Regions from separate parts of the Mus musculus genome. Here regions 2, 3 and 4 are each linked to region 1. A link is a contact called in public Hi-C and HiChIP or PLAC-seq data. All regions are on one chromosome and are shown on one strand. Each heading gives the region's core, a stretch centred on a gene start, on an enhancer-like site or on the middle of the called end of the contact. The rest is flanking DNA. Distances are from core to core; before and after follow the strand shown. Region 1 has its middle 7.8 kb from the start of Gm41928. Region 2 holds the start of Kdsr (3-ketodihydrosphingosine reductase). Region 3 overlaps Bcl2 (B cell leukemia/lymphoma 2). Region 4 overlaps Bcl2 (B cell leukemia/lymphoma 2).

Evidence for each region. A called contact is a pair of places that touch in the nucleus more often than the background predicts. HiChIP or PLAC-seq counts read pairs in DNA pulled down with a chosen protein or histone mark.
Region 2: a contact with region 1 is called in an H3K4me3 HiChIP or PLAC-seq map of pro-B cells, with 5 times the contacts expected there. The contact joins the promoter of Kdsr here to the enhancer-like site in region 1. A contact is called at or near these places in 11 of 39 promoter capture datasets (the 3T3-L1 cell line, 3T3-L1-derived adipocytes, the C10 cell line and 7 more), 3 of 15 datasets of contacts at CTCF or cohesin (the NIH/3T3 cell line, large pre-B cells and pro-B cells), 2 of 484 Hi-C or Micro-C datasets (bone marrow-derived macrophages and granulocytes), 20 of 115 datasets of contacts at active chromatin or transcription factors (the 230-238 cell line, CD4 single positive thymocytes, the HPC-7 cell line and 13 more) and 4 of 9 other capture datasets (adipose tissue, bone marrow-derived macrophages, embryonic stem cells and 1 more).
Region 3: a Hi-C map of myeloid progenitors shows a contact between it and region 1, with 2.8 times the contacts expected there. The contact joins two enhancer-like sites. A contact is called at or near these places in 2 of 15 datasets of contacts at CTCF or cohesin (CD8 T cells and large pre-B cells), 6 of 484 Hi-C or Micro-C datasets (CD8 T cells, the CH12 cell line, bone marrow-derived macrophages and 3 more) and 8 of 115 datasets of contacts at active chromatin or transcription factors (the 230-238 cell line, CD4 T cells, CD8 T cells and 5 more).
Region 4: a contact with region 1 is called in a BATF HiChIP or PLAC-seq map of CD8 T cells, with 6 read pairs. The contact joins two enhancer-like sites. A contact is called at or near these places in 1 of 15 datasets of contacts at CTCF or cohesin (CD8 T cells), 1 of 484 Hi-C or Micro-C datasets (bone marrow-derived macrophages), 4 of 115 datasets of contacts at active chromatin or transcription factors (CD8 T cells, the HPC-7 cell line, bone marrow-derived dendritic cells and 1 more) and 1 of 9 other capture datasets (bone marrow-derived macrophages).

What each region holds. Positions count from the first base shown.
Region 1 is chr1:106,512,873-106,518,710 of GRCm38.p6, forward strand. No RefSeq gene overlaps it. Among named protein-coding and RNA genes, the nearest start is that of Gm41928, 7.8 kb to the right of the region's middle. Within about 2 kb of position 2,884, at least 85 of the 459 cell types and tissues checked have an H3K27ac peak or open chromatin away from gene starts, as enhancers often do. A contact at or near this core is called in the 230-238 cell line, CD8 T cells, the CH12 cell line and 9 more, where this site is marked.
Region 2 is chr1:106,756,814-106,762,651 of GRCm38.p6, forward strand. Kdsr (3-ketodihydrosphingosine reductase) reads right to left here and starts at 2,929. Exons shown (of 10, transcript NM_027534.2): 1 at 2,731-2,929. The coding sequence starts at 2,838.
Region 3 is chr1:106,693,157-106,698,994 of GRCm38.p6, forward strand. All of the region lies in intron 1 of Bcl2 (B cell leukemia/lymphoma 2), which reads right to left. Among named protein-coding and RNA genes, the nearest start is that of Bcl2, 18 kb to the right of the region's middle. Within about 2 kb of position 2,760, at least 47 of the 459 cell types and tissues checked have an H3K27ac peak or open chromatin away from gene starts, as enhancers often do. A contact at or near this core is called in the 230-238 cell line, the CH12 cell line, the HPC-7 cell line and 2 more, where this site is marked.
Region 4 is chr1:106,660,296-106,666,133 of GRCm38.p6, forward strand. All of the region lies in intron 1 of Bcl2 (B cell leukemia/lymphoma 2), which reads right to left. Among named protein-coding and RNA genes, the nearest start is that of Gm37053, 48 kb to the left of the region's middle. Within about 2 kb of position 3,021, at least 16 of the 459 cell types and tissues checked have an H3K27ac peak or open chromatin away from gene starts, as enhancers often do. A contact at or near this core is called in CD8 T cells, where this site is marked.

The DNA of each region.
Region 1 (5,838 bases), core at 1,634-4,133:
CATCTATGGGAGCCAGCCACTTCTGGGTGCGATGGCCTGGCTCTGACTCTGACAGCCTTCAGGGAATGTCAGGCATTTACTTGGTATTTGGGACAAAAATAAATAAATAAACACATGAGTTGAGAAGCAGATAGGCCTCTAAGACTAACAATGTTTTGTCTAAATTCTAACATAAAATACTTATTAGCGCTTTCTCCCTTCTTTAAGGCAGAACATAGATTTAAAATTCTGCATAATCCCACCCAAGGAAGACTGTAAGAAGAGCTCACAGTTCCGCAGTGTAGCTTGCATTACTTCTAACAAGGTTTGGGTCTCAGGTGACACTAAAGGTGACTATGGAGGTATATGTACAAGGAAGCCATCTTATAATTAATTGGTTAGATTTAGGAATTTAACTGCAAAAAGCTTCAAAGTTTCTATGAGAAAAAAAATAATACTACAAACAAGTAGAGATGTGGTATATGATACACATTAGAGCCAAAGGGATAATTCCTTCCTATACAAAGAGCTCTGTAAAGTGAACAAAACAACAAAGAACCCAGTGGAATGCTGTTAAACCAGTTTTACATTTACCCTTTGATTTAATTTACTTGTGATTTTCATGCAGTTTTATTTTATGTGGCTAAAGCCCCATGCTTTCTATTACATGGTTGGATAGCCTGGTTCACACACACACACAAAAAAAAATCAAGTACTGAATTCTGTGCTACCATAGGCTTTGGGAGGAGGGGGAGGGTCTGTCCTGCTTTCTTATACCTATTGGATAAAGAGCTTTTCTGCCTGCCTTTCCTGGAGGGAGGAAGCCCGCTGTGACTAAGTGGACTTACATAACTAACTGCTGACTGACAGTGGTCCTCACTTCCGAGACTCACAGAAATGACATCCTTTGACATCCCAGGGCCACACCCATAAACAGGTCCCCATTCCGAAGTATATAGGTTTAACAGTACTTTCTGACCCATCTGTGATGTCTTTTTTTCTCAAAGTACGCTCACATTTTCCTAAATAATTAGCTAGTTAATCCCAGTTCCATTTTGTGAGTGGTCTTTCCATTCCCCACTGATGTGTGGCATAAACATTATCATGCATTAAATACTCATGCATGCTAAAAATAAAAAGTCATCTCAGCTCAGCGTTGTACATTAATCTGAGGCACTCAGAGGTAGTGTTTGTGAAATTGGAATGTCCTTCCTCTCCTGTCCTCCCCAGAGACAGAAAACAGAGGGAAGGAAGCCAGGCAAACATTAAACAACGTTGGCTGTGCTGGATCGTGTTTATGCCAGGAAAAAAAAAAAAAAAAAAAAAAAAAAAAACAGAATAAGATTGCATGATTTAAAGACTATTATGCCGCTGAAAGAACCTAAAAAATGAGCTGCTCTCTCTTTGGTACTTACTCCACACCCAGCTCTGTGAGAACAGTTTCGTGATGCTGTCAGTCCCATGACCACCCATGATGAGGTGTTTTGTACCATTGCCTTGATTTTAGACCTGAGAATGTGTGGCTTCTCCTACGTCTGTCAGAAGGGAGCCTCCCCAAGATGCAGCAAACCCAGCCAGTCAGCGAGGCACTGTGATGGTTCTTTGTCTGAGCTATTCTTCTCAACAAAGACATCAGACAATGACAAGCACAACAAAGACAATCCTGGTAGAGCAACAATGGGGCTGGGATGTAAAATGATGCACCCAGGCATTTCTGTGGGTCTCAGAAGTGAGGACCACTGTCAGTCAGCAGTTAGTTATGTAAGCCCTGAAGTCACAGCAGCCTTCCTCCCTCCAGGAAAGGCAGGCAGAAAGCTCTTCATCCAATAGGCTTAAGAAGGCAGGACAGAACCTTCCCATCCCCCTGAAACCCCATGGTAGCCCAGATAATTCAGTACTTGAATTTTTGTTAAACCTACTTCTCTTAATTATGTTTCTATTGCTGGGATAAACACCACAAATAAAAGCAGTTTTCGGAGGAAACCGGCTGATGGTCCATCATGAAGAGAACTCGGCACAGGAGCTCAAGGTAAGAACCTAGAATCAGGAACCGAAGCAGAGGCCATGAAGGAACATTGCTTACTGGCTTGTTTCCCATGGCTTGCTCGGCTCACTCTCTCTTATGTTTCACACCCACCTGCACAGGGGTGACACTGCCCCTACGAGGCTGGGCTCTCCCACATCAATCATTAATTAGGAAAATGGCTCACAGGCTTGCCTCCAGGCCAAGGTGATGAAAGCATCTTCTCACCCACGGTTCCTTCTTTCTAATGATGTCTAGATTAATGTCGGATTGACAAAAACCAACATGCACACTAGTAGACTTTTGGGGTGTTTACATTGCTTAGAACTAACTATTCATTTACCTGTTATTTGTTGATTGTCTCCACAGTCCAACCAGAGGCCATACTGTGGAGACATATGGTAAGGTCCTCAAATGACCCTGGGACACACACAGGTCCAAGTCAAGGCTATGGGAAGTATTATGAAGGCAACATGGATCCTGGCTGTCAAGGGCCACGTTCTTTCTGAGTTTAGGGTTCTGTTGGTAGTACAGAAGAAGCATGCCAGGGATTTAGGTCACATATTGAGAATCTTATGACTCTGAAGCCTACTTTGTTACTTCCTTCCATCTAAGTACTAGTTAGGCTCAACGCTGCCCAGCTTCCAAGCCCAGTATGTTCAGAGTGGCTGGGCTGCCCTAGACTTATAATGCTGGCTGGCTGTACAGTAAGCACAGCCTCTCTCACCTCTTGGTATTCCTGCATAGCCACCCCCTCCGTATCCCTGCACAGACCTCCCCTCCCCCCCCCGTCAGTATCCCTGCACAGCCTCCCCCACCCTCAGTATCCATGCCAACCCCAGAGATGAGTGATTTGCTCCAGTTTTGTCAGTTCAAACCACATCCTGCCCATTTCCACTTTCCACAACCGGCTCATGACACCGGTGACTCTAAGATGTGGCAGGCTTCTGGGCCAAGAAACAGCAGAGATCTGTTTCGCAGAAGTGAAAATCATCTAGTGGTCACCCATCAGGTAAGCTTTCCCTCCCCAAGTCCCCCATCTGCAGATGAGGCTGACACTCAGCCTGCGGTCACCAACTTAACCATAGCTTTCCCCTAAAGGAAAGTTAAGCCTGAGGCAGGAAGGTCAGTGGTGCACTCACGAAGGAGCTACACTCATCTGGTTCAAGGCCTGAAGCCAAGAATGTAGCCTCCCATAGTTGGTAAGGACACAAAGAGAGCATCTCTTCACTTTACAGATGGGGGTGGGGGGAGTTAGTTCAGGGGCCAGACTGATAGAGGCAGAAGCTAAGCTGGAACCTCAGTCAAGTTCACTCAAAGACAATCAGTTTGGCCCAGGTCTGTGAGTTATCATTGAACTGAGGAGTTAGGTGACCAAACGATGCATCTCATAGCTGGACACTGTCTATTAAAAGCCAGCAGAAGGGCAGTTACTAGTTTAGCAAACAGCACAGAAGTCATGCTTAAGGTGTTAGGTGATCAAGGACACCAATACAAATAAACATTTTAAGGCCGGGTAGGGTGGCACACACCTGGACGTCCTGGCAATGAGGAGGTGAGGACGGGAGGATCATGAGTTCAAAGGTAAAATGAGCCATCTATCAAAAGTGTACCTTTAAAAATCAAAATAGAAATCAGAATAAATAATTTGAAGGAATTTAACACTTGAAGTGGAAGAAAAAGAGGAGGATGGGGAGACAGAAAGCAGAAGAGGAGAGGCAGGAGATGACAAGATGCAACACTCAGGAGGTCATTCTGGGCTAAAGAGGTGGCTCAGTGGCTTTTCCAGAGGATTCAGGTTAGCTTCCCAGTACCCATGTCAGGTGGCCTCACAGCCAGCTCAAGTCCACAGACATGAGACCAGACACCCTCTTCTAGCCTCAGTAGACATCTGCATACATCTACAAATACCTTTATACTCTCTCTCTCTCTCTCTCTCTCTTTCTCTCTCTCTCTCTCTCACACACACACACACACACACACACACACACACACACAGACAATTTACAATTTTTAAATAAATAAGTCAATTAAAAAGTTGTCAAAGAAGTCATCATGAAAAATAGACCTTTGAAGAATTCTTAATCCTATGATTTGAAGGAGGCGGGTGCTAGGAATGAAACTCATGGCCTTGTCCATGTTAGGCAAAAGCTCTACCACTGAGCAGTTGTTCAGCCCCTTTGCAATTGTTAAATGCATTCGAGCAAGCACTGCCATCTTCTGAATGTTCCGGGAAGAAAACCAATCAATAGTTTGGAAGAACTGTAGCCTCAATCAAGCTTGGGATGTTGGAATCCACAAGACCAGGGATGACCTAGATGGCCAAATGGTCTCCAAATATACAGCCATGACCCCTTGTCCAACAGGCAGTCCAGGCTGGTGAACATACAGGGCCTGTCTCTATGCACACTGACCACAATAAATATTGATTTTCACCAGTGCTGGGTTTCCTTATCTTTCAAGGGTGTGATATGGCCCCTAACTGCTTAACTTATTAACTTGGCTTTCCATTCCCATTGAAAAGCAGAGGACAAAGCAGAACTGTAAGGGGCATGCTTGAGTGTGTGTGCACATGCATGTGTGTATGTAGATGCCTGCATGTGTTATGTGTTTGTGTGCATGTGTTGTGTGTTTGTGTTCATGTGTTGTGTGTTTCGGTGTGCATGTGAGTGTTGTGTGTGTTCATGGCCTCTCAGTGGTATCTTGAGAGTTTAACTTGGACATGGAAGGGCCTCCTACAGAAAACTGCTGTAGGAACTCATTCCATTTAAGTACATAACCTGCAAACATCCTATACCAAGTTGGGCCTGGCCCTGAGCCTGGGCTAATTTCAGCTCCATTGTGGGGAGACCAGCTCTGCCGTCGGTTTAACTGCCAGCCCAGATAAGCAGCAGTGTGCTGAGAACCATAGGTTGCACAACCAACCACTGTGCCAACCTAGGGAAAAAAGACTCTGCAGTCCCTTCGGTCACAAATGGATTTCATTTCTGCCTCCGTCTACTCCTCTCCCTGTCCTATTTTTAGTGCTCAAGTTGGTTTTAGTTAGGCTCTGGTTGGTATGGAGGGGAGGGTGGTGGGTACTGTTCCCCCTCTAGGCATGCAGGCATCAGCCTGGTATCTGCCCCCTGGCTTCCTTTCAGAGGCCAGGATGTGCAGAGTGGTTACACACTCCTGCCAGGGCTGGGTGCCCACGAAAGCCAAGGCCTTGCCCATTTGTGATGAGCAGATGAGCGGTGGGGCAGTGAAACCAGTGCAGAGGCAGCAGGCTCATAAAGAAGAGGAGAATATTTCCACCAACAGCTTCATCCCTAAAATCACCATGCTCAGCTCCCCAGTCAGGTCCTCATGTGGCTGTGACGCGCTCCCTATTAAGATCAGTCTACCTTCCTTCTTATGAATGCCACTCCAGGATCCGTTGAGAGCTGACTGCTCTCTACAAGGTACAATCACCGGACATGTGTTCAGTCTCAACCTTGAGTGATAGAAACCTTGCCACTTCAGCATTTCCCAAGGATAAGGATATTTGAGAGATCCCAGAGCAGCAGCAGATGCATCCAATGCAGGTATCAATAATTTCTTCTTTAGATTCCTAGATCTGGGAAGTCAGAACTATGGACACATTAGATATGCAAGAATACAAAGAACCAGAGAGGCAAGCAAACCCACTGGTATCGAAGAGAGGCTGAGAAAGCAGGACAGAGAAGACTGAAGGAGGAGAGGATGTCGAACATCACACTTCATTTGCATGTGTGCCACCATGGGTCATTTTACACAATGCTGCCGTTGCCATGGCTCCTTACTGTATGATCCTTGATTCTCAGATGTGAGGGCAGATA
Region 2 (5,838 bases), core at 1,679-4,178, 240 kb after region 1:
TCCCCCACGCCCTATGGGAACCTTTCCTGAACACATCAGTCAGTCAGTCCTCCTGGCTGGTCACCATGTAGTCTGCACTCACTTTGGATATATCTTGGCTCCCTGGCTGAACTCATGGCTCCTATGGACCAATACCAAGCCAGCCTGTCTCACTCATCACAGACCATGCCAGGCCCCTGCACAAGCAGGCACTCAATAAATACTTTCCTCAGTTTGCAGAATGTTCTCCTATGTCATTTCCATGAAAACAAAAAACCAAAACAAAACAAAACGTCAAAGCTCACAAATAAAAGTCTCCCTATTTATTGTTCAGAAAGCTGATGGAGTTAGGAATGAGGTTACTGAGACATCTTTTATGCTCTGATGTATTATGTGAACAAAAGCCAGGGCGGGTTTCAGGAAAGCAAACAGTGTCACTTTCTCACATTGGGAGTGAGACCTGGTTTTCAGATCAAGGTGCATTCAAAGGGATCTAGCCAACGCAGCTAAGTCTTGAGTGGCATATAAGAATACAGTTAGGCTAATTCTGGAATATGTTCTTCTGGATGCTCTAAGAACTGGCGTGGGTTTTTCACAATGGCCGAGAAAACGTTAAATGTATACTATATCTAAACAGAGGGCCCCGAAGATAACCATTTACTTTCCCTTCCTTGACCACTCCTTGTTACTGATCACTACAAATACCATTTAAACGATACTGTCTCTTTAAGCGCAGCATACAGGCCCTACTAAGGGCACCAGCAACTTTCCTGCTGCTAGGAGCACTACTCTCAGTCATCCAGAAGGAGGGACACTGAACAATCATCTACTGGATGAGAAGACCAGCAAAGCTTTGCTGCTGTGATCAGACACCACAGCACCAGCGTATGTGAACTGCTCTAAAAACAAAGAGCTTGGCTCACTCTCCTGATCCCAGATCACAACTAAATCACATTTTACTCTTCAGATATTAAAAAAGGCAGATAGGGACACCATATGAATAAGCCATGCTATGTTGTTTATACCAGTAAACATACATACATGCATAGCGGTAATTATTTTTTATTGTATTAAAGCAGGATCCTGGGAGGGCTGGGAAGTGAGTGTTTTGGAGTGCATTATGTAAAGTTCCCAAAGAATCAATAAAAATATGTTGGGAAAAAGAATGCGTCTATTGAAACAGCCCTAACCTCCTCTGTGAAAGAGCCGGGGACTGGGGACACAAGAACAAGTACCAAGGGTAGTTGTGAGTACCTTGTAGTTGTCGAATTAGTTTTCATTCTGACTTTGGCTCTCCTCCCTTGCCCCACAGCTGAGCTATACAAGCACAAGTTGATTCAGCGTTGTGTATGTAGGTGCACCTGTGCAGAGGCTGGCAGTGTCTGGCATTTCAGTCACCCTGCACCTTAATTTTTGCGACAAGGCTTCTCCCTGAACCTGAAGATCATTCGTGCGTCTAGGCAAACTATCCAGTGAGCTCCAGGGATCCACAGGTTGTGGCCCCAGTGCTGAAGTTAGAGGCATAGGCCCAGTGAGCATGTGGGTGCTAGGGACCCTAACTCAGGGCATGATGCACGGCAAGCACTTTACCAACTGAGCCATTTCCTCAGCCGGCAAGTTCAACTGCTTTAGTCACGATTTTGTGGATGTAAAACTTTAGCAACTTGGCATGATTGTAAACTTTGGCTTTTTCTAATAACTCTTTCCACATCATGCATAGCAGCAGCTGGGAATAAATCAGTAATTTTACAAAAGACAAATTAATGGAAACACATGTTGTCATCCAGAAATTCTTGTTTGGGATAAATCATACTAAGATAACCACTCTATCCTGTAACAACGCAGTGGGGACTTACTTGGATGCACTCATGTAAGTCACCTAAGGGCACCAAGGAGATTCGTGCTGCCGGTTTGGATACTAGCTGTCCTTATTCGCAACTCCTCGCCTCACTGTGCCTCGGGTTTTGGGTCTATATAGGACACCGAGGAGAAATGCCAGAGTTGAGGCTCTGAGCTGTGGGGGCGGGGTGGAGGCATAGCCAAGCCTGCACATAGGAACGTGCGAGCTTCCGGACTTTAACAAACCAAACCACTCATATCTCCTTCCATCTTAAGCTTCTAATCAAGCTGGTTAGCTCTTCCTTCTGACGCCAGAAAGGACTGCACTTGAGCAGTACTCAGCAGACCCTGGCTGAGTTCAGAGACAAGCCTGCTGGCCAAACCTGCCAGGCCACCCCTCAGGTGTATCACTTCCTAGAAGCCTCTGGGGGCTCTTTGTCACTTGCACACGACACCCTACAGTCTCAGCTGCCTGGGCCAGCCCCAGAGGCCCAGACCCCCTCCTTGCTGTGGGCTCCTTAGGATTCCCTGGCTGTGGCTACTCCCATCCGGGTTTGCGCCCTTATCCTGCTAGTCACCGACTGCCGTGTCCTTGGCAAAGTTTCTCAGTCTCTCTGTTGACTCATTGGGGAAACTGAAGATCCAAACAGTGGCAGACAGGGATGCTCCGGGGATCAGCGAGCAGCAGAGCCCCTGAGTCCTGGAAACTAGGCTGGCGCCTTCTCCACGACACTGCCCTGTAGCCCGGCGCCTTGGAGGGCGGGTTCCTGAGGTCCGACAGGGCAGGGCAATGCCGGGGCTAAGGCAGTAGGTAACCCGCCCCACTCAACCGTTCCTTTCCGGGACCGTGGTCTCGTTGGCCCAAGCCGGCCAAGCAGTCCTGGGCAAGCTCAGCAACAGGAGGCCACTCACCACTACGTGCGCGCCGGGCAGCGCGAGGGGCTTGGGACTGATGAGCGGCGACACCATGTAGAGGAGCAGCACGAAGGCCACGAGGCCGGCAGCGGCCAACAGCAACATCTCTGCCGAGCGACTACTGGGAGATCACATGCACCAGCAGCCGGGAGTGTTTGGGTTTGCGAGCGAGGGCGGGACGGCGGCGAAGGGAAGAGGAGGAGCCTGGGCGGGGCGGTCTCCGCTGTCGGACTAGCTCCTGGGCCCGCGCCCCCTTCAGCTTCAGGCTGCGGCTGCGCAGGCTGTGCGTGCGTAGGCTCCGGGTACTTGGCCTCCCCGTTGGCCCGCCCGCCAACGTCGTGGGAGGCTTGCAAACGGTGGCTTTTGGATCCACGGATTTTGTTCTGTGCCTAAGTCCTGGTATTCTTCTTTGAAATCACAGATTCCAGTTCGTGTATTTATGGCTCACTCAGAAAATGGTCACCGCTCCCTTTCGCTTTGAGCGTTGACTTGGATTTCTGATAATTGAATTTCGCTGAAAACTGTACATACATCCTGTAACCAAAGCAGATGCAAACGCGGAGGCGCGGGGAGCCACCGTTGTAGAGATTTAATTCCAACATCTGGTCCACCGACTTAAAATAGTTTTAGTTTAGTGTCTAAACTATCGCCACAGTCTTTTGTCGCCCTACACAGCAACCCTATAGTCATTAACAGTCACAGTTCAGTTTCTCTCTCTCTCTCTCTGTATAGCCCTGGCTGTCCTGGAACTCACTTTGTAGACCAGGCTGGCCACGAACTCAGAAATCCACCTGCCTCTGCCTCCCGAGTGCTGGGATTAAACGCGTGCACCACAACGCCCAGCTCATTTTCTCTTAAATGGTGCAGTTATAGGCAATCACAAAGCTCTCTGGACTTGTCTATTCATACAAGTGGAGTTCTAATAATATGCCCTCTGCAGTGCCTAGCTTCTTTGACTTAGCATACTAAGATTCTTCCATACTGTACCTATCAGTATTTAATTTCTTTTTATTGTTGATAATATCCTAGTGTAGGCTAGATTATTTTTTCACTCATCACTTTTTGATCAAAACAATAACAAAAGAAAAAAAAAGCTACTGGATCCAAAAGGAAGGAAGGTCTTTTGCTAGAAAGCTTTAAGTCCTGTGCTAGATCCCTCTGGCCCCACAAGGTAGGTTGTCCTCTGACCTCTACTAGTATGTCTTGGCGTTCACCATCACACTCACTGAATACATTTTTGGTAAGGTCATGTATGGCCAGCCTCCTTTAAACAAAGCCATTCCTATTAAACCTCCCCAAAGCAAAGAAAGAACTTACTTTCTGGATTAGGATGATATAAAGCTAACATCTAGCCTTTGGCCAAAGCTCATTTGAGCAAAACAAACCTCCAACACTTGGAGGGTTCACTGGGTAGCCAGAGATTTTAAACTCTATTTCTCAATATAGCTGGCTATCCATATTGTATTATAATCGTAACAAAGAACAACCTGTGCTATTGTGTCACAGTAAGGTATTAAATCCCAAATCTATGTACTTTCACATATAAGCTTTTGAGTGTGCATGCTTTGGCTCTCTCATCGCTGGCCCTCAAGCCACTCTGCAACAGCATTTGAAGGGCTCTGCCAGACCATTTTCTTAAGTAGTAGCATAACTTTTCACTCAGCTAGGTCAACTCCAGACTTTCAAACCCTCTACTCCAAAACTCTTTTCCTCAGGATTATTAAAACCTTTCCATAGTGGGTTTTGTTTTTTTGGTAAATATTTTTCCTTTTTTTTTTTTTTATTTAAAGAAATGTAGTTGTGGTTACAAACAGCAAAAGGAATTAATCTTTTTCTTTTATTGATCTGTGCCCAGTGTTAGTTCATAGATGTGAGGGAACAATTCCCAGGACCTGTAAAACTAGGTGGAAGTTGAAGGGCTCCCAACCCCTCTGGTTGAAGGGAAGTTTGTTGGATGGACTCGTAGTGCTCCAGAAAAGCTGTCACACTCCTGATTATGTTTATCACAGGGAAGGAAACAGATCAGTACACCAAGAAACAGTGCCCAGGGCAGGTGGGAGGGCTCAAACACAAAGCTACTGTTGTAGCCTCCCATAGACTTGGTGTGCTGCTTTTAAAGCCCCTCTTGAAGTGTCATTCTTTGAGACGTGGAGTCCAAGGGGGATCTATGAGCCTAAAGTGGTATCATTCCGACAGGTCATGTGATGATGAACTGGACTGTATAGAGCTGGAATTTAGCATTGAGACCCAGTCTTTTGACTCTTTTTTTTTCTTTCTTTTTTCTTTTTTAATTGCTGTTCTTTTTCAGAGAGAAGCTCTCATGAGCTCTGGCAGGCCTGATAAATGGCAATGTGCTTAGTGTTGCAGCCAAGGAAACTCACCTGCATTCCATGTCCAGAATTTTGATTGTGATCTAAGTATATAGCCTTGACTGAAAGAAGTCAATATAGTGGGAGTCCTAAATAACTTTGCTCATCTTGCAGGCATCATCAGCCCCACCCTAAAGTCCTGTTTGGCCAGCCTCCCTTAAACAAAGATATCCCTATTAAGCCTCCCAAAAACAAAGAAAGAACTTACTTCTTGGATAAGAATGAATTCTGATAAGTAGATAACATCTAGCCTTTGGGCAAAGCTCACTTCAGTAAAACAAACCTCTAATACTTGAAGGGTCCACAGGGAAGCCAGAGGCTTTTAACGCTATTTCTCTATATTTGGCTATCTGTAGAGTAAATCTCACCAAAGAACACCTTGTGATATTGTGTCCCAGTAAGGTACTGTGGTGTACACATAAACCCCAGCACTTGAGAGGCGAAGAGGGGAGGATCAGTCATTAAGGTTATTCTCTGCTATACCTTAAGTCCAAGATAGCCTAGGCTACATGGTACCCTGTCTCAAAAAGTGTCAAAAGATACTGATCATTACCAAGTTCCTGCTATATCCAGTTGTAGGTCACCATGACCACATGACCAAAGTATCTGGCAGAATTATACCACTTTGGTCTTACACATTCCCATTAGTCTTTTGGGACTTAGAAAATGATTCTTCAAAAATATGGTGTAGCAGGTTTTGGTATGTTACTCAATAAACTGACTTTTAAAGTCCATT
Region 3 (5,838 bases), core at 1,510-4,009, 180 kb after region 1:
GAATTCACTTGTTGATGCCAAGAGTCTTTGAAACTTGACACATGATTTACATGCTCAACCCATCTGAAATGAGACTCACCACACTCACACAGTCAACATGCACAGGGGCCAGCTATCATGTTGGAAGTGGAAAAGCTACAGCCAGAGTTCCACAATTTCACATTTAAGAGGAGAACATGCTAATTTCTTTTCAATACCTACTGCAGTACTTATAGCCGATAAATAATACATGTGCGATGAATAAATGATATATACTATGGCACTGAAATGTTTGGGGGAGAAGAGCAGAAATAAAGGACTTTTTAAAAATATGTTAGTCTGGGTTGACCTTCTCCTGTTCCCCACATATGTAAGTCATGGCCTGTGGCTGTAGACAGAGAAGCTGCAGCTTCAAGATGCAATCCCAGGCATAGCGTCTACTGATGGAGGAAGCCAGAACCCCCCAGCCTTCTTTAAGCTTCACTGCATATGCCCCCTCACTCCAAAGTAACCATATCAAAAAAGCCCAGGTACACAGCTAAAAACAGATGAACATGGGCCCCTGGGCCCTGAATTACTGGGAAATCATTTGCATTCTATTATACAAATTTGCATAAAATCTGGAACCAAGAGAGCTTGGCTAGGTTTGGAAGCCTCACTCTTTTCTCCATGATGCTATGACCACCACTATTTGTCACCATTTACAAAGTGGTCTAGCAAGACAGACCCCCTGTTAGAGTCAACATAAAAGTAAAATCTTCTATGCCCACTTGGAAATTGGCATCCTCTGGGTAAAGGGGTAGGGAGCCCAGCCATATCATATGGCTGCTGCATCGTTTGTTATGACAAGAGTCAATTTACAAGATTCTGACTTATGGCAAGAAAACAGCTTCAGGGGATGTCCTAATGACCCATGACTGTACACATGCCCATGTGCTGGGGAGCTCAGATTTGGGCCTCCAGAACCCTGGAAAACCAAACCCATTACCCCTTATTCCAAAGAGACTTGGCTTCCATCCCCAGGGCAACATTCGCCCAGAGTCATTTCCACCTCTCTGCCAGGTGCATTGAGGTAAAAATTCAAGGTGACTAATGGCCTCTAAACCCACTGAGCCATCTTTCTTTCTCTGGACCAAAGGATGCACCAGTTAAATGAAGTAACACTCAACATGACAGCTAAACAAAGTAAATCACGCAAGGCCAAGTGTAGAAGAGAGAACAGAACACAATCAGACACTATTTTATATTGGTTATTTTTATCTTACCCGCCCAGTTCTCTCTAAGGCTATTCCCCAGGGAAATTCCAGTTTCATTACAAAACTGGTTTCTTGTGCCAGGGGAAAGGCTGTGCTGTTGTTATCATTACCATTGTTATTACTGCTAAGGTCATCTCAGATACTCTGTCTACACAAGATAGATGGTTTCCTAAACAAGCGTCCTGCGGCTGCTCACGTTTGCCCCGAGTCATCACATCCAAGGCCTTGAGAGAAGCAGCTTTCTGGAAACTCAAGTCTGGAACAACAGTAGTAGTGTGTCTACACAAGCTACTCTGGTGCTGGTTAGGTTCAACCCCAGCTTCACCCTGCAATCACTGCCATTAGTCACCTCCCCAGACCATTGGGCCCAATGGCCACTCTGCACTTCCTTTCAGGATAGCTCACAGGTCTGTAATCTACTTCTTTGTTTCTCCATCACAGGCAATGTTGGTATCAGGAACCAGCTTTTTTTTTTTTTTGGTTGCAGGTTCCCTCCGGTGATGTCACCCATAGGGGACAGGGACCCATGCATCTGTTGCCATGGCAATTGCCATACATTCCCAGTATCCATCTGGTTTACCTCTCATGCAAGCGGTTAAATCAGACTAAATAAAAGGCAGACCCTCTTGAACTTTGCCCTCTCTTTTCTCTCTTCTCCCTTCATCTCCATCACCCTGTTTGCCCTCTTCCTTCACAATAAACCTCTCTCATTGGCCTGGTGTGGTGTGTCCAGACTCCAACCGCAATTCTATCACAACAGGTCAGGCCTCCAACCAGGCCAGATGCTATCATACCCTACTGTCCAAAATGGTGGTTAAGGGTCAGTCTATGTGAAGTAGCCTCCCCAGAGCCACTCTAGCTGACACAGAATGCCAGTGACCCTTATAAATAAGTGACTTTATACACAGAAAGAGATAAAGATTCAATGGTAAAGCCAAAACTCCCCCTGTAAACTGCTGTATGCCCACTTGAGAGTTCTCACCTAACTCTCCACTCTAAAGTAAGGTAGGAGAAGAGAAAAAGCACAAAGCAGGTCAGCAAACACTGACTTAAACTCTGCACCCCACTCACCTTCTCTTTCACAGTGAGTTGAAATGAATTGTCTCACAAAGTGGGTTTTTCAGATGGCTGAAGCCTAAACTTTCAAAAAATGTTAACCATTTAGAATGGAGGGGTTTCTGCAAATCATTGCCCTCTTTTTCTGGATTTTCCACCTGTTGCTGTGAGCAATTCCCTTGTCTGGAGAGCGCTGTGCTGAGTTGGGTAGGAGTTGAGAAGGACCTCTGGGGTCCTGAGTCTGCTCCATACACAGGGCTGCAGAAGATCATCAGCCTTTTCAGCTGCCAGGCTGCCCTTCACAGCAGAGTGACATCAGTTTTGATTGACAACTCGCTTGGCCTGAGAAGTGCCGAGGAGTTATTTAAAGCTTAGCTCTAGCATTTCCACAGACAGTTTTAGTGTGAGGGTTCCGACCTCATCAACGGTGCCACCCACTGAATGGGCTGTTGGGAAATAGTGAGAGGCTAGGCATGGCTGAAGGGAGCAGGCCATTGAGGGTAGGATTTGAAAGAATATCTTGCTGTAGCTTCTTCCTCTTTCTGTTCTGCTTCCTGTCATGAGATGAACAGCTTCTTTCTCTTCTCTTCTGCTGCCATGATACTCAGCATCACCATCAGCCCAGAACCAGTGGGGTCAAGAACAATGAGCTAAGCTCTGAACCTGACAATTAAAGTCACTCTTGCCCCGTTTAGTTGTTTCTGTTAGAGAGTTGGCTACACAGCAAGAAAAATACCATCAGACTCTAAAACAATTGTTTTAATAATGTGTAGATCTCTCTCATTTAACTTGGTTTTGGTTTAATGCATTTGCTGTCATGATTGGCTGATGGAAAAACATCAATACTCTTGTGAGAAAATGCCTTGTGAATGCAAATTGGCTAAATTGTTATTCTGCTTTGAAAAGGTGTGGAATAGCCAGGTTTATAGGCAGAGAAAGCAGAGGTTGTTCCCCAGAAAAGGAAAAAAAAAATCAGAGTTATTATTTGATGGGAGGAGACTTTCTTTGGGGATCACACAAGTCCTAGTGATGGAAAATGATGGCAACTGTACAGCATTAAACAGCATTGTTAAAATGACATGGAGCTCAGTGGCAGAGGGCGCACTTAGCGTGGTGGTTTGAATAAGAAGGCCTCCCATATGCTCGTTAGCCACTGGAGAGCAGAACTGTTTAAGAAAGATTAGAAGGATTAGGAGGTGTGACCTTGTTGGAGGAAATATGTCACTGGTGGACTTTGAGATCTCAAAAGCCTAAGCCAAGCCAAGTGGCTCTCTCTGCCACACTCTCTCTGTCTGTCTGTCTCTGCTTGCTGTCTCTCTGTCTGTCTCTCTCGGCCTGCTGCCCGTGCATTTGGATGCAAGCTCTCAGCTACTGCTCCAGCATCATACCTATCTGCCTGTTGCTATACTCCCTGCCATAATAATAATGATTTTAACCTTCTAGAACTGTAAGCAAGTACCCAAATAAATTATTTCTTTTATAAAAGTTGCTATGGTTGTGGTGTCTTTTCACAATAGAAGAGTAAACTAGGGTGCTTAGTGTACTTGGAGTCTCTGGTTCAATACCAAATACCACAAAAAATAATAAAATATGACTTTTAGCTAGGTATGGTAAGTCATGCCATTAACCCCAGTACTAAAGAGGTGAATACAGGAGGGTCTATACAACCTCAAGTATTGCTTCTTCAGTACTCAGAACAGTACAGGTAAGGTCTAGAGCCATCTAAGGCACAGAGTGGAAACCTGTCTCAAAAACAACAAAACCTAGCAAACTCGGTAAATTCTAATACACATACACACACTGTTTCTTTGCAAGTTGGCTAGGGAACGGTGACCGAGTCCGCAGTGGCTCTGGATGTAAATGCTAGCAAGCTCACCCTGCACAGCTGCTGTTGTATGGAACGGCCACCACTGAGCAGAGATTGCTGAAGACATTAATGTGTCTGTAGTTCTGAAAGCTTCCTCCACACAGATTACAGTTCTGTGACAAAAGGTTGCTGTTTCTTGGGTACATCAGGAGGAAACCCAAGAGAACTGAGGTCAAAGCGTGGGACTTTCTTCCTCTCACACCAAAGCCAAAGTCCTCCCCTGTCCTTAAAGCAGCACTTGTTACACACACTCTACTAAAAGATGGGAGACACTGGGAGTGGGAATACACTGGGATAGTCAGGGTTTAAAAAAAATACAGCAGCCTTTTCAATACTACATTGTTGGGTTATTCCTTATAAATTAAAACAAGAATAAACAGTTGGCTAGTTCAGTCACCACCACAGAGGCTGGGCATTTGAGGAGCCTCATGTTGAACTCTGTCTTGCCTAATGAAAGGTTATTATTTTCCCTGGACCTAAATAACAATTTCTCTTCCTTTTTTTTTTTTGGCGTCTTAAGAAATACTATGCTATTCTGCTCTTAAAAGTGTTAACATTAGTTAGGCTTGGAAAAAAACATTTAATTTTGTATTTATCTATGCTTTACTAAAAAAATAATACATGTGATTCTTTTTGTTGACTCTTGAGTTTTACATTCTGCATGTGAACTTGAAGTTATTTAAATTTTCGACTCATCTATGCTTAGTAATGAAGAAATTTATCAATTTAAAAAGAGAGAAAGAGAAGAAAAGAGACATTTGGCCAGGCGTGGTGGTCTGCACCTTTAATCCTAGTACATAGTGGGTAGAGGCAGGCAGATCTCTGAGTTTGAGTCAGCCTGGTCTACATGACAAGTTCCACACTGGTCAGAGATACATACAGAGGCCTTGTCTCAGACAAAACATAACAGAAACATTTCATAAGAAAGCAGGAAGAATGTCCTCACTAGTCAGAGTTTGGTGTCTACATTTCACTGAAGAAAAGCATTTCCCGGCCTACCCTGGCGCTCCCTGAGCCCTGTGATTCAGCACTGCATGCATCCCAGTCAAGAGTTACTATGGAAGCACCCTCGAGTTCTGGGACGCAGGCATGGAAACCTCATCTGGCCGGAGGTAGGTTTATTTCTGAGTAGAAGAAAATTTACAGCTAACTTTTAAAGGAGATACATCATCTCCTTGTAAATGTGAGCAACATGTCATTCCACCCCCTGGACGCTGGAAAAAAAACACACACACAAAGGTCTAGCCTAAAAAAAGAACGGCCAGGGAGTCAGGAGGACAGAGGACCTGAAGCCACAGACCTTCCCACCTTTTTATTAAAGGCATTAGGCAGGTTACAATTTGCTGGTGAAGTCACTGCCTGGATGGAGGACAGCACGGTGGGGGGGGGGGGGGTGTTATTCTGAATATGCTGACCCCTGGAAGAGCACAGCAGTCAGGTGTCTGGCCCTGAACAAAACAACGGTGACCACTTATTTTTCCAAAAGCTGCACAGATGCTGGAGCCAGAGAAGAAAGAAACAGAAAAGACTCCTTTAAAAGCTTCATTTTTTTTTTTCCCCTCAGCTCTGTGAAAGACTGTTTGGACCCCATAAAGTGGGAAAGATTTCATCTCCTTGTTACTGAAATGCAGATGACTAAGTGGCTTCTTAAAGAAAACAAAACAAAAACAAAAACAAGAA
Region 4 (5,838 bases), core at 1,771-4,270, 150 kb after region 1:
TTCAGCCGAAATCAGATTTCAGCAATATGTTTCAGTAATCGTATGAAGGACACACAGATCTTGCAACGTTTGCAGCCTATTTACTGTTAGTAAAACAGCTATATAGAAACTCTGTCAAATTTTCTAGAAGGCAGATATAATTTGCTAGTGTTTTAAAGAAGTAGAAGGTGATACAAATGCACACATACAACAAGTCTTTGAAATATATTTGCTTATAACTATTAGAATATTTCCTTTCACTTTAAAGAGTTTATTATATTCAGCATGGCTTGGAATCAAAAAATGGGCAAATAGAATTGTAAGCTGAGGCAGATAAAGCCGCTTATTTTCACAAGTATGAAAGGGTAGGTGACCAGTCATGATGTTGATGGAATTGCACACTGTTAGTTCCTATTCAGGGTAATTTGACAGAATCCACCAAAATGATGAATGGATGCATTTTTGGCTACAACAATTCTACTTAAAGGATGCTTTTCCTACAGTTATACAAAATAAGGTGACACAGACTGTTCATTGCACTAACATTCATTCTCTCACCAAGTAAAACAAGCCTAAATGTCAATCAGGGAGGGTCTGGGTATAAGTCACAGAATAGCTAACACAGTTTGTCTTAGAAAGATAGAGGAAGCTATGGTGAACTGCACTGCACTCTAACATAAATTTAAAGACCCTACACTCTGCATGGAAAAAGAAAAGCTGTATGTGCATACATACACACATACACACCTGTGTGTGTGAGTCTCTCTATATATGTATATATATACATATGCATATACATATATTGGCATATATCCACCTATATTTATCATCTTATCCATAAATGAAGTATATATATGTGTATTTGTATATACCATAAGACCCTGATTGCATAGATTCTGAGAAAAATATATCTTTGTCTATAGGCAGTATTAGGATAAAAGTCCTCACTACATGTCTTTTAGAACCTCTTGAAGTTTTTATTGTTTATTTATTGAAACAAATTCTCTTCAAACTCTCAATCCTTCTGTCTCAGCTTTGCAACCACAGGGATGACAGGTGTGCATTGTCACACTCATCTTGCAAGCTCTTGCATATTGAACTCAGGAACATAGTATTTATTTAAAATAATTAGCTTAACTAATGAATTGTTCACCAATAAGCAAGTGTATTTCAAATATATTACCTTTTAATGAAAAACTGAAAAAGAATGATATTTTAAACATTTAAGGCAAGGTTTTCTTTGAAGCCATACCACTACAACTATAAAGAATAAAATCAAGCTTTCTCCTCTTTCCACAGTTAATTTGTTATAAATTAAACAAAGGGGCTGGAGAGATAGCTCAGTGGTTAAGAGCACTGACTGCTCTTACAGAGGAACCATGTTCAATTCCCAGCACCACACCACAACCCTCAGTAACTCCAGTTCCAGGGGATCTGATACCCTGTGTGTGTAGGTGGGCACCAAGCACACAGGCAGTGCATGGCAAAACATTCATGTATAGAAAATAAAACAAAGATATAAAGAAACCCTGGCTGGAGAGATAGCTTAGTGGCTAAGAATGTGTATTTCCTGCAAAGGAACCAAGTTCACTTCCCAGCACCCACATGAAGTGGCTCAGAGTCACTCCAGGAGGTCTGATGCCTTTGGTCTCTGCCACCACACACACTCACGTGAGCATACCAACACACACAGACGCACAATTTTAATGATGATGAACCTTTAAAAGGGGTGCTAGAGAGATGGCTTAGCAGTTAAGAGCACTGGATGCCTTTCCAGAGAATTCAGGAAATTTAATTCCCGACACGTATGTGGCAGTTTACAACTGTCTATAACTCCAGTTCCAATGCCTCCTTAGGTACCAGGAATGCACAGTGCACAGATACTTATGCACAAAGCATCCATATACATTAAATAAATAAATAAAGTTTAAGAAACAAATCTTTGGAAATACTAATTATAAATTAAGCAGTTTGAATGAAGAAGTTATAAATATAGCAGTTTAGAGGAGTATCAATTAAAAGGACATAAATCACCATTAGCCTCTTCCCCAGATGTATGACAGAGAGATGCACGTTCTGGTAACAGAGTCACACTGGTAAGCAACAGTCTGCAACGTAAATGAGTACACGGCAAATAAGAACCAAGTATTGGAAAACAAGAATCACAACTTGATGTGACTCTGCAGACATCAAGGGGCTGGATGGAACTGTACCTGAATGGGGTGATCGTAAGTGCATGATTCAGTGTGCCTATGGAACTTTTTCTGGTTTTAAGTGCTTTGGATACTACTGTTTTCTTTAGTCTGCCCCACAACTTAAACACTGCTTCAAATCCATCCCACTTTTCCATGCAAGCAAATGCATCCACACACCACAAACCACCTTTGGACAACAGAAAGTTTTCCTATCCTTAGGCCATGAATGGCTCAGTGATTTCAAACTAAACCAATCTAGCGTTTCAGTTCAACAAAAGGTTTTGGCCATGATCTTGGAATGTGATGTAACCAAAGCTGACCTGAAGGTTTATGGTTTAACAACGATCTCTTTTCTTCACTTGGGAAACTGACTTATGAGTGGAGGCAGAGAACCCGGCCAAGATCTGAGAGGCGAAGGAAACCTCCTATGATCTGCAGTGCAGTCATGGGGGCTCATTCTCATGAGTCCTCCCCCTGCGAGGGCAAAGGGGAAAGCGGAGGGAGAAGCCCACCTGCTCTGATCTTCAGGTTCATCCTAGTCTTAGCTTTTCTCTGCTGAGAGGATTGTCAAAGGATGGCAGTTCTGTTAGTTGAACCCCAGGCAAAGACCTAGTGACTGACTCCAGATGTGGGAGACTTCAGGACAGCTGACAGATGCTCTTCTTCTCTGTCCTCACGGACCCAGGTTGGGTAGACAGCATCTATCAGACAGGATGCACTCCCAAGAGTGGTTAAGCAAGCCTCCTCACCCCGGTGCCCCCCAAATCCCCTGGAGATCTAAAACCACTGTCTGGTGTCTGCTTGTTGATTCTGATAAAGATCAGGGCTGAGATGCTGGCTGATTGAGAAGGTAAGCGGAAGATGGTGATCTCATGTCCCTCGCCGTCCCTACCCTGGGCTTTTAAATACACAGTCTACAGACAATGAGCTTCAGGGAAACACAAGTGCAAGTAACAGTTCTTACTTTCCACATAAGAAACTGTGATGTTTTTATTTGTTTGATTTTGAACTCCAAATAATTCCTGAAAGAAAAAAAGAGCAGGTGGAAGGCCAGTTGGATTATTTTTGTGCTGTATCAATAACCCTTAAGCCTGCGAGTTCTAAGTATACAGGATTAGCACAGTCTTAACTGTGGGACTTGAATTGGCACTTTAATTCACATATGTGCCATGTGAATGTATATTTTCTGTGTGTTTGCACACAGGTTTATGTGTATACTTGATGTGGAGCTAGCAGTTGCCACTTAACTATTTGAAATTATCCAAGGTCCTGGGATTCAGACGCAATTCCACTCTCTACTGGAGACAGCACTGGCTTCCGGGTGGAGGGAATTTTTAAATATAAAAACTAATTATCCTATCTTACTGCCTATAAATTCAATTTCTCTTTCCAAGGCAGCTTCTGTTATACATCTCTTTGCATTATGGCTTGTTTACAACCTGGCCTAAAAGCACAGGAAAGACAGGAACCAAATAAAGCTATGCTTCCTTACTGTTTGAGTTCGATAATGCAGTAACAGTGACCATCGTGCTTGTTTTCCATGAAAGAGGACCTCCTAAGAGGCAAGCATGATAGAGAAATGCAGATAGTGTGGGGTAACAGGCCAGCTTATTTCAGAATCATAGTACTTTTTTTCCTTAGGTTTTTGTTTGTTTTTGGTTGTTTTTTTTTTCTCTAGCAAAACTAATCCTCCAATGTACATGGAAATTACATCATGCTAACTTTTTCAGATACAAAGCTTGGGTCTTGCCTGTGTCAGCTGACTGAGAAGTTCCAAGGCCTTCTTGGATTGAGTCTTGAGGTAAAAAAAAAAAAAAAAAAGTCCCCTCTAAAAATCCCACTGATCCCTTTAAAAGATTCATTTTACAAACACATCAAGAAAATAAAATCATCAGCTAAAATTTATGCTCTCCAGCTGGGATGTGAAGGTCAATGGCAAACAAAAGTAAATTAACCATGATAAATATTTGAAAAGCATATACCTAACAAGGGACCCAAGTAATTCAATAGCAAGAAAATAACTCAATTTTTTAAACCATGCAAAAGACCTAAATGCACATTTCTTAAAGGAAGAGATACAAATGGCCCACAGACACATGGCAATAATGCTCAGCATCTCTATCCATCAGGGACATGAAAGTTCAGCGAGTTGACATGGCAAAAGAAGACTGCTGTTTAACTGCTTACCAGTGAGGGTGCAGTGGACACGAAGCCTCTACACTGTGACAAAAATATACATTAGAATATTCATGCTGGAAAATAAAACGTAGGTTTCTCAACAACCCAGAATTTCTATGTGGCCCAGTATGCTCTCTTCTTAGCATATATTCAACACAACTAAAATCCATATGTCAAAGAAGTATTTGTACTCCTATGTTCTTCCCAGTACTTTTCATCATAGTTAAGGCACTGAATAACCCAAGTTACATGCATAAAAGAATAACAAAACCATGGTGTGTGTATACAGGATGTACACACTTACACACACATACACACACACACACAAAACAGTGTTTCACTTGACTTTTAAGAAGAAAATAGTAAGTGAAATAAATCAGACATAGAATAACAACTATTCTTGTAACCCTTTGTAACTTGTAACTATTCTGGTAACATATTGTGTAATAACCTGAATTATTGTAGCTTAAGCTGTCCTTCCAGAGATGGGAAGTAAGGAGGGGCAGGGGACTGAAGAGATGATGAAACAGAACAAAGATCACAGGAGCCTATGGGACTATCCTCATTCAAGCCACCACAGTGTGTCTGAGTGTTTCTGCCTACATATGTGTCTGTGTACCATGTGCATGTCTGATGCCCATGGAGGCCAGAAGAGGGCATCATCTGGAACTGGAGTTATAGATGGTTGTGAACTGCCATACGGGTGCTGGATATTGACTCAGGTCCTTTAGATGTCAGAGTCACCACAGCCTTGGTCATAAACCCAGACACTTAGAGCTGTAAGGAACCACACAGTCGCCTTAGTCAACTCTCTCACTTCAGAGCTAAGAAAAATCAGGTCTAAAGTGCCAAAGAGCCCACTGTGAACTGTTCAGGTAGCTGACAGCTGAGAAGCAGCAGGGTCTTTTGGACGGGGGGGTTTTGTAACTCATTCTTAGAGAGCAGAGAGATATTCAAGGTTCTCTCTTTTAAATAATAGGCAGTTTTTATTTTATTTATACATCTTATTTGTCAAACAATTGTCTCTTTATAGGGCAAAGGGGATGCTGCAGTCTACTTCTTCAGTCTAAAAGGATTTAGTCAAGTTAACTAAACATACCCATCATCTTATCGAGTGCTGTATGTATGTGTGTGAGGTGAGAAGGCAGAGGAGATGCCTAAAGACCATGAAGCTACTGAGGCCATGGTAAAGAAGGACAAGTGGCCATAAAATAGTGACCAAGACTGGAATACCGTTCACTCCCACTGCATCTGCAGTCAGTCATGGCAACGTCCAGCAGCACCCTGCAACTTCTCCCCATCCCCCTACACCTATCGGTGGCCACACTTGGAATCTGCATCCCCATTTTTGCATCTCTTCACACATCAGGCCTTGACCCTTTTCTGAATCCCATTCTGACAATGAGCTTCACCGGTTGCCAAAAACTAAAGAATGTGCTCAGGTAGTTTCGTGTATGTGCTGCCTGGCTCGGCAGCAGCGTGCATT